Regions from separate parts of the Mus musculus genome. Here region 2 is linked to region 1. Evidence: chromatin contacts called from public promoter capture Hi-C data. All regions are on one chromosome and are shown on one strand. The core of a region is the stretch at or near the end of the contact, and the rest is flanking DNA. Distances in the headings are between cores, read along the strand shown.

What was found. Capture Hi-C pulls out chosen DNA fragments and counts their contacts.
Region 2: a contact with region 1 is called in a promoter capture Hi-C map of adipose tissue. The contact joins two enhancer-like sites. A contact is called at or near these places in 1 of 15 datasets of contacts at CTCF or cohesin (CD8 T cells), 2 of 484 Hi-C or Micro-C datasets (both in bone marrow-derived macrophages), 7 of 115 datasets of contacts at active chromatin or transcription factors (the 230-238 cell line, CD8 T cells, the HPC-7 cell line and 4 more) and 3 of 9 other capture datasets (adipose tissue, liver and pancreatic islet).

What each region holds. Positions count from the first base shown.
Region 1 is chr1:131,359,672-131,362,371 of GRCm38.p6, forward strand. The region is part of intron 5 of Srgap2 (SLIT-ROBO Rho GTPase activating protein 2); the gene reads right to left. All of the region lies in intron 3 of Gm51644 (a long non-coding RNA gene), which reads left to right. Among named protein-coding and RNA genes, the nearest start is that of Ikbke, 81 kb to the left of the region's middle. Within about 2 kb of position 1,335, at least 15 of the 459 cell types and tissues checked have an H3K27ac peak or open chromatin away from gene starts, as enhancers often do. A contact at or near this core is called in adipose tissue and bone marrow-derived macrophages, where this site is marked.
Region 2 is chr1:131,447,079-131,449,778 of GRCm38.p6, forward strand. The region is part of intron 2 of Srgap2 (SLIT-ROBO Rho GTPase activating protein 2); the gene reads right to left. It also overlaps the pseudogene Gm29487. Among named protein-coding and RNA genes, the nearest start is that of Srgap2, 79 kb to the right of the region's middle. Within about 2 kb of position 1,408, at least 34 of the 459 cell types and tissues checked have an H3K27ac peak or open chromatin away from gene starts, as enhancers often do. A contact at or near this core is called in adipose tissue and bone marrow-derived macrophages, where this site is marked.

The DNA.
Region 1 (2,700 bases), core at 85-2,584:
TATGGCTAGTGCCTAATGCCAGGGTCAAATAGACAAACAGTATCAGGGGACTATTAGCTGACACTGATTCAAGGGAACAGGTGCTGAATTTCAATTTGAAACAGCCCTGCAACCAGCTGCTGCACCAAGTCAAGAAGACATCTTCAGAGATAATACAGAAGCATAAAACCTCTGGAGTAAAGATAGCCCCAGAGTGTCTCACTATCTCTCTCCCCGCCCTCTCTCATGTTACTGTTTCTTTGACTCTTCATGGCCAATCCATGTGGCTTCCCTGTCTCCATATATACTCTTTCCTGTAGGGGCTTCCTGGGTTTTCCAGACACTGCCTCTCTGTACAATTGAGGCAGACAATCAATCCAAGAGTTCTTTAGGAAGTACTGCACTCTGACTTCAAAGGCATTCCTACAACATGAGAAAGAAAATGAAAACCACTTTACTATGGCTTACAAGCTAGCCAGCTCATTGTGATGGAGAGGGGGATAATGGACCAGCATACATATGTGCAAGAATCTCTGGGATTGCTCTCTGGGAGAACAGCTGTGGGAAACTCCCCCTGGCACATAATGCTAACTCAGGGAAATCAAAGCCCCTTCAGGCAGAAGAAGAAGGTGCAGAGGAATAGCTGGCTACTTATCATGGGGTTCTGGATCTCTTGTTCAAAGGCATCTTTATTTAGAGCTACCTGGGCTCTGCCTCTTGGCTCATCAAAGTTTAAAAGTACTTAGATGATCAACCCTTGAGTAATTGGTTCCCTCAAAAGAAGTATTCATGGGTGTTAGGGGCAACTGCAAGAAGACCACTGAAAAATACAGTGGTCTTCATCTCTTCTTTCAATGACCCACAAATCACACATGATTTCTTTCTTTCTTTTCTTCTCTTCTCTTCTCTCCTTCCTTCCTTCCTTCCTTCCTTCCTTCCTTCCTTCCTTCCTTCCTTTCTTTCTTTCTTTCTTTCTTTCTTTCTTTCTTTCTTTCTTTCTTTCTTTCTTTCTTTCCCCCCCTCCCCCTTGAGACAGGGTTTCTCTGTGTAGCCCTGGCTGTCCTGGAAATCACTCTGTAGACCAGGCTGGCCTCAAACTCAGAAATCTGCCTGGCTCTGCCTCTCAATTGCTGAGATTAAAGGTGTGCACCACCAATGCCTGGCCACATATGATTTCTACTGCTGACAGGATCAGTGAAAGCAGTTCTTTCCTGTTTTCTTAAATAGAGCAAATAGGGAAATGCTCTTTAGAAGAAACTCTCCGTATTTCTTCCTAATGCCCAAAGAGTATATATATGGCAAATAGCTTTCCAAAGCTAGCAGCACATGGTAGTATCAAGTTCCTGCTTGAGGAAGCCACTATCTCATGTAGGGTGACTAACATCCTGCTCTCCTCAAGACTACCAATTCAGCACTAAAAATATGTCCTAGGAAACTGTTTAAGAGAAGGTTTCACTGTGTCACCCTGGCTGGCCTGGAACTCACGATGTTTAAGAGAAGGTTTCACTGTGTCACCCTGGCTGGTCTGGAACTCACGATGTTTAAGAGAAGGTTTCACTGTGTCACCCTGGCTGGCCTGGAACTCACGATGTTTAAGAGAAGGTTTCACTGTGTCACACTGGCTGGCCTGGAACTCACGATGTTTAAGAGAAGGTTTCACTGTGTCACACTGGCTGGCCTGGAACTCACGATGTAGAACAGACTGACTTTGAACTCAACCTGCCTCTGCTTCTCAAGTATTGAATAAAATGTGGCTCTCTCTCTCTTCATGAGCACTAGGCTAATCAGCAAAAAGGATATATAGTCACCCAAATCTCAGACCAGTCCTAAGATATTCTCACCCTACATAAACAACAACTTTTAATTCTAGTCTGTAACTTTCCTAATAATCTATACAGAATCTTCAAATTTATTTGGTCCTTCAAATTTATATAGTCTCATATTTTGAAAATATGAATTCCTCAATCATTGTCAGCCATATGGCATACAGGTATCAGAGCATGTCACTTGCTGCTGCTTCTGGGGAATTGCTGGGTGGAAAACAACAAACTTCCCACCAACTTTTATCATCATGCTGACTTGCAGTGCATGACTTCCAAGTGCATGCATCTAGTAGTCAGAGCAGGACAGATTCTCAGGTGTCTAATTTAGCAGTCTAGGCTCAGCACACCCGTGCTTTTGGAGCTTGATAACTATTGCGGCAAATTGTTCTGTACATTGTAGGATCCTCCAGTCACGACAACTAAAAACATCAGCAGACACTGACACACATTCTACTTTGTAGGAATGGGGGAGGCCACCATGTATAAGGCTCAGTGTACCAGAGTCTGTTCTGTCCTCTCTGGAAGTTCCTGGTGTCTTCTGTTTTTCTTTTTCCATTTAGATGTAAATAGCTAAGCCTTATTTGGGACTTGATGAATCTTAAGTATAATAATTCACCTCAAAGCAGGGAGCAGCACACGCACTGATTCTGCATGTGGATGCTAGGCTTTATGCTCTCTATTAACTATGGGCTCATGGTGGCCACAGAAGCCATCGCCAATACTGGTCTGAAGACTAAGCATAGAGGTCTCAGGGCTGGGAGATGGCTGAGTAGAGAGGCCTAATGACCTGAGTTTGATCCCCAGATCCCACAAGGTGGCAGGAGAGAACAAACTTCTAAGAATGATCCCTTATGCACACTCAAAATAAATACTAAAAATAATACATAGGGGATGGTAG
Region 2 (2,700 bases), core at 158-2,657, 87 kb after region 1:
AAGTCAATCAACTTTACACTGGAAGGCCTGGAGTTAAAGTCCCTGAATAGAGTATGGGACTTATGGTGGTATTACTTATTGCAGAATTAGTCATGATTTCACAAGTCTTAAAAAGTTACTGCTGATACTAAAGATCAAGAAAATAAAAGCAGAGTACTGTGGGTTCCATCAGAAAAAGATACTCAAGCTCCTAGTATATGCTTTTATTTTTAAAAGGCATTATAAGAAAAATAATTAAAATGATCTTATACATCTCTAGACTGGGCAAGGATTATGTCAAAACTGATTTTGCTGGGGGGGGTGTTCACATTTTTTTGTTAGAGGGTAACAGGGAAGGGGCCTCTTCCACCAGCAGAAGCATTCACAGGTCCTTCAGCCATTGCAGACTTGGGCCCAGAGGCTCCTGTGGGTGACTGGACATATCAGGCATGTTCCCATTATCTCTCATAAGCACTGGGTAGTTGTAGGGTGTGGCCTGATTGATCATGGCAGCATACTTGGTGTTGTGGGCTAACCATGGGGATAATTATAGCGAGGCCCCAGACAGAGATGAACACTACCAGCAGCGGCTCCTTCGCCCAGTCATTCTTGAGGAAGGTGGAGATTTTCCCAGCCATCTTGATGTTGGCAGTGACAAAGGTCCCAAACTGATTTTAATATTTAACAAAACATCAGAAATAAATTAAAGACACAAACCAGTGAGCACCATGACTGGACTAGACAGACTAAGTGCCTCAGAAATTTCATTTTCTTTTTCAGCAGAGTAGACTTACCCAAATTGTATAAAGAAAATCCCTATTTTGAGTCTCTTAAGATTTATTTGTTTTATTTTAGGTATATGTGTGAGTGTCTACATGTATGTGTGTACACCACATGTATACCTGGGTCCTTTGCAAAAGCAGCATGCACTCTTAATCAATGAGCCACCATTTCCTTGGCCCCTAGATCTTTATTATTTAATGGCACAGTTTTCAGGAAAAAAAAAACAAACAACAACAAAAACAACAACAAAAAAAAACACCTTACAGCATAATTCCTCTACTTTATGATCTCACTCTGTAGCATCTTGAACAATTCTGACATTCAGCACACTGGAAGGTAACTGGCAACTGACATTTGTTTCCCAGCTAGGTTAGAAGCACCTCAAATCTAACACCATGTCTTATTTTCACAACCCCAGGAATATACCACAAAACTGGTATAAATGTTGAACTGAAATTAATGAAAATAGGTTATGCCTTCCCTATCTTCAACAACGACTCTTTGGAAGATTCCAACAAAGTCTCAGAGTTAACCATATGCAGGTGCTAGGTTAGCAAAGACGTATAATAAAGATTTCTGTGTATCTGGCTCGTTCTCCACTCTTCTTTTCCTTGCTTCTCCACCTCCAGCAGGGAGTTCCCACTGGAAATTGCACAATTCTTTGTGCAAAGAGAAGCAACAAGTTTAGTTCCTGCTGATCTGGGCAGCATGATGTTCTGGCACAAGAACTTCCAATATCTTAATTCCTTTTCTCATTTCTCCAACCAAACGTTTGAAGCAAGTTAATGGAAGAAGGGCTTGTCATGAGGCAGCCGGTCATGCTGCACAGTCAGGAAGCAAGGAAGAAGGATTGCTCAGTACAATTTGTCTTTTTTCTTTAGTCCAGGACTACAGCCCATGGAACTGTGCTACTCAGAATGCGCAGGTCTTCCTACCTCAGTTAACTCAATCTGAATAATCCCTCACAGGCACGCCTGGAGGCTAACAATCTAGACCTCCTTCATAAATATTTGCAGAAGATAGTCTCCTAGGTGATTTTACAGATAGTCAAGTTGATAATATTAACCATCATGTCCACTTTCACAGAAGAGCAGCAAACCCAATCCAGCATTTTTAAAGTAAAAATACCACTGGAAGGACTACTCACTCTTATTTTATCAAAATATTATCTTCTGTGATAGTTAATTTTGATTTTCCCCAACTTCCTTAGAAACAACTAGGCATTGTGCATCACATCTTTTTGAGTGTGTCTTTATGAGGGTGCTTCCAGAGAGGATTAATTGAGGGGACAGACACAGCCTGAGTATGGGTAGCCCCTATCCCATGAGCTGGGGCCCCAGATTGAAAACAAAGGGCATGAGGAGGAAATCAGCTGAATGTCAGCCACTGAAATGGCAAGAGCTAAGGGGTCTTAGACTCATGCTCCGACTGTCATGGAGCTCCCTGCCACCATGATAAACTGTATCCCTTAAAATCATAAGCCAAAGCAAATTCTTCCTTCCTTGCTTTGATAGTTGATAGAAAAATAACAAATATTCCTTGGAAGGCATTCATTTCTATCTTCCATAGTCTTATAATAAGCAAGTATAACTTTTTTGAACTCTTTCTGGTCAAGCCCCCATGATAAGTGGTACACCCTGACCAAGTATGCACATATACAAAACAGAGCACATACATGTGATGTGTACAATCACTCTTAAATTTTTTGATGCAGTTATATTTGTTTTCTATATACAATTTTCTTTTATTCTTTCTGTGCTTAAAAAAATTATTTCATTTAAGTTTTTAAAGAAACAGTCTTCATAACCTGCCCTGCAAAGGGATCACAATCTACAGGTGGAAAAGCTCTAGTCAAATAAGCAACATACAGTGCTGTGAACAGTGTTTCAGAATCACTCTGGAAACTTTTTTTTTTTTAGATTTTTATTTATTTATTAT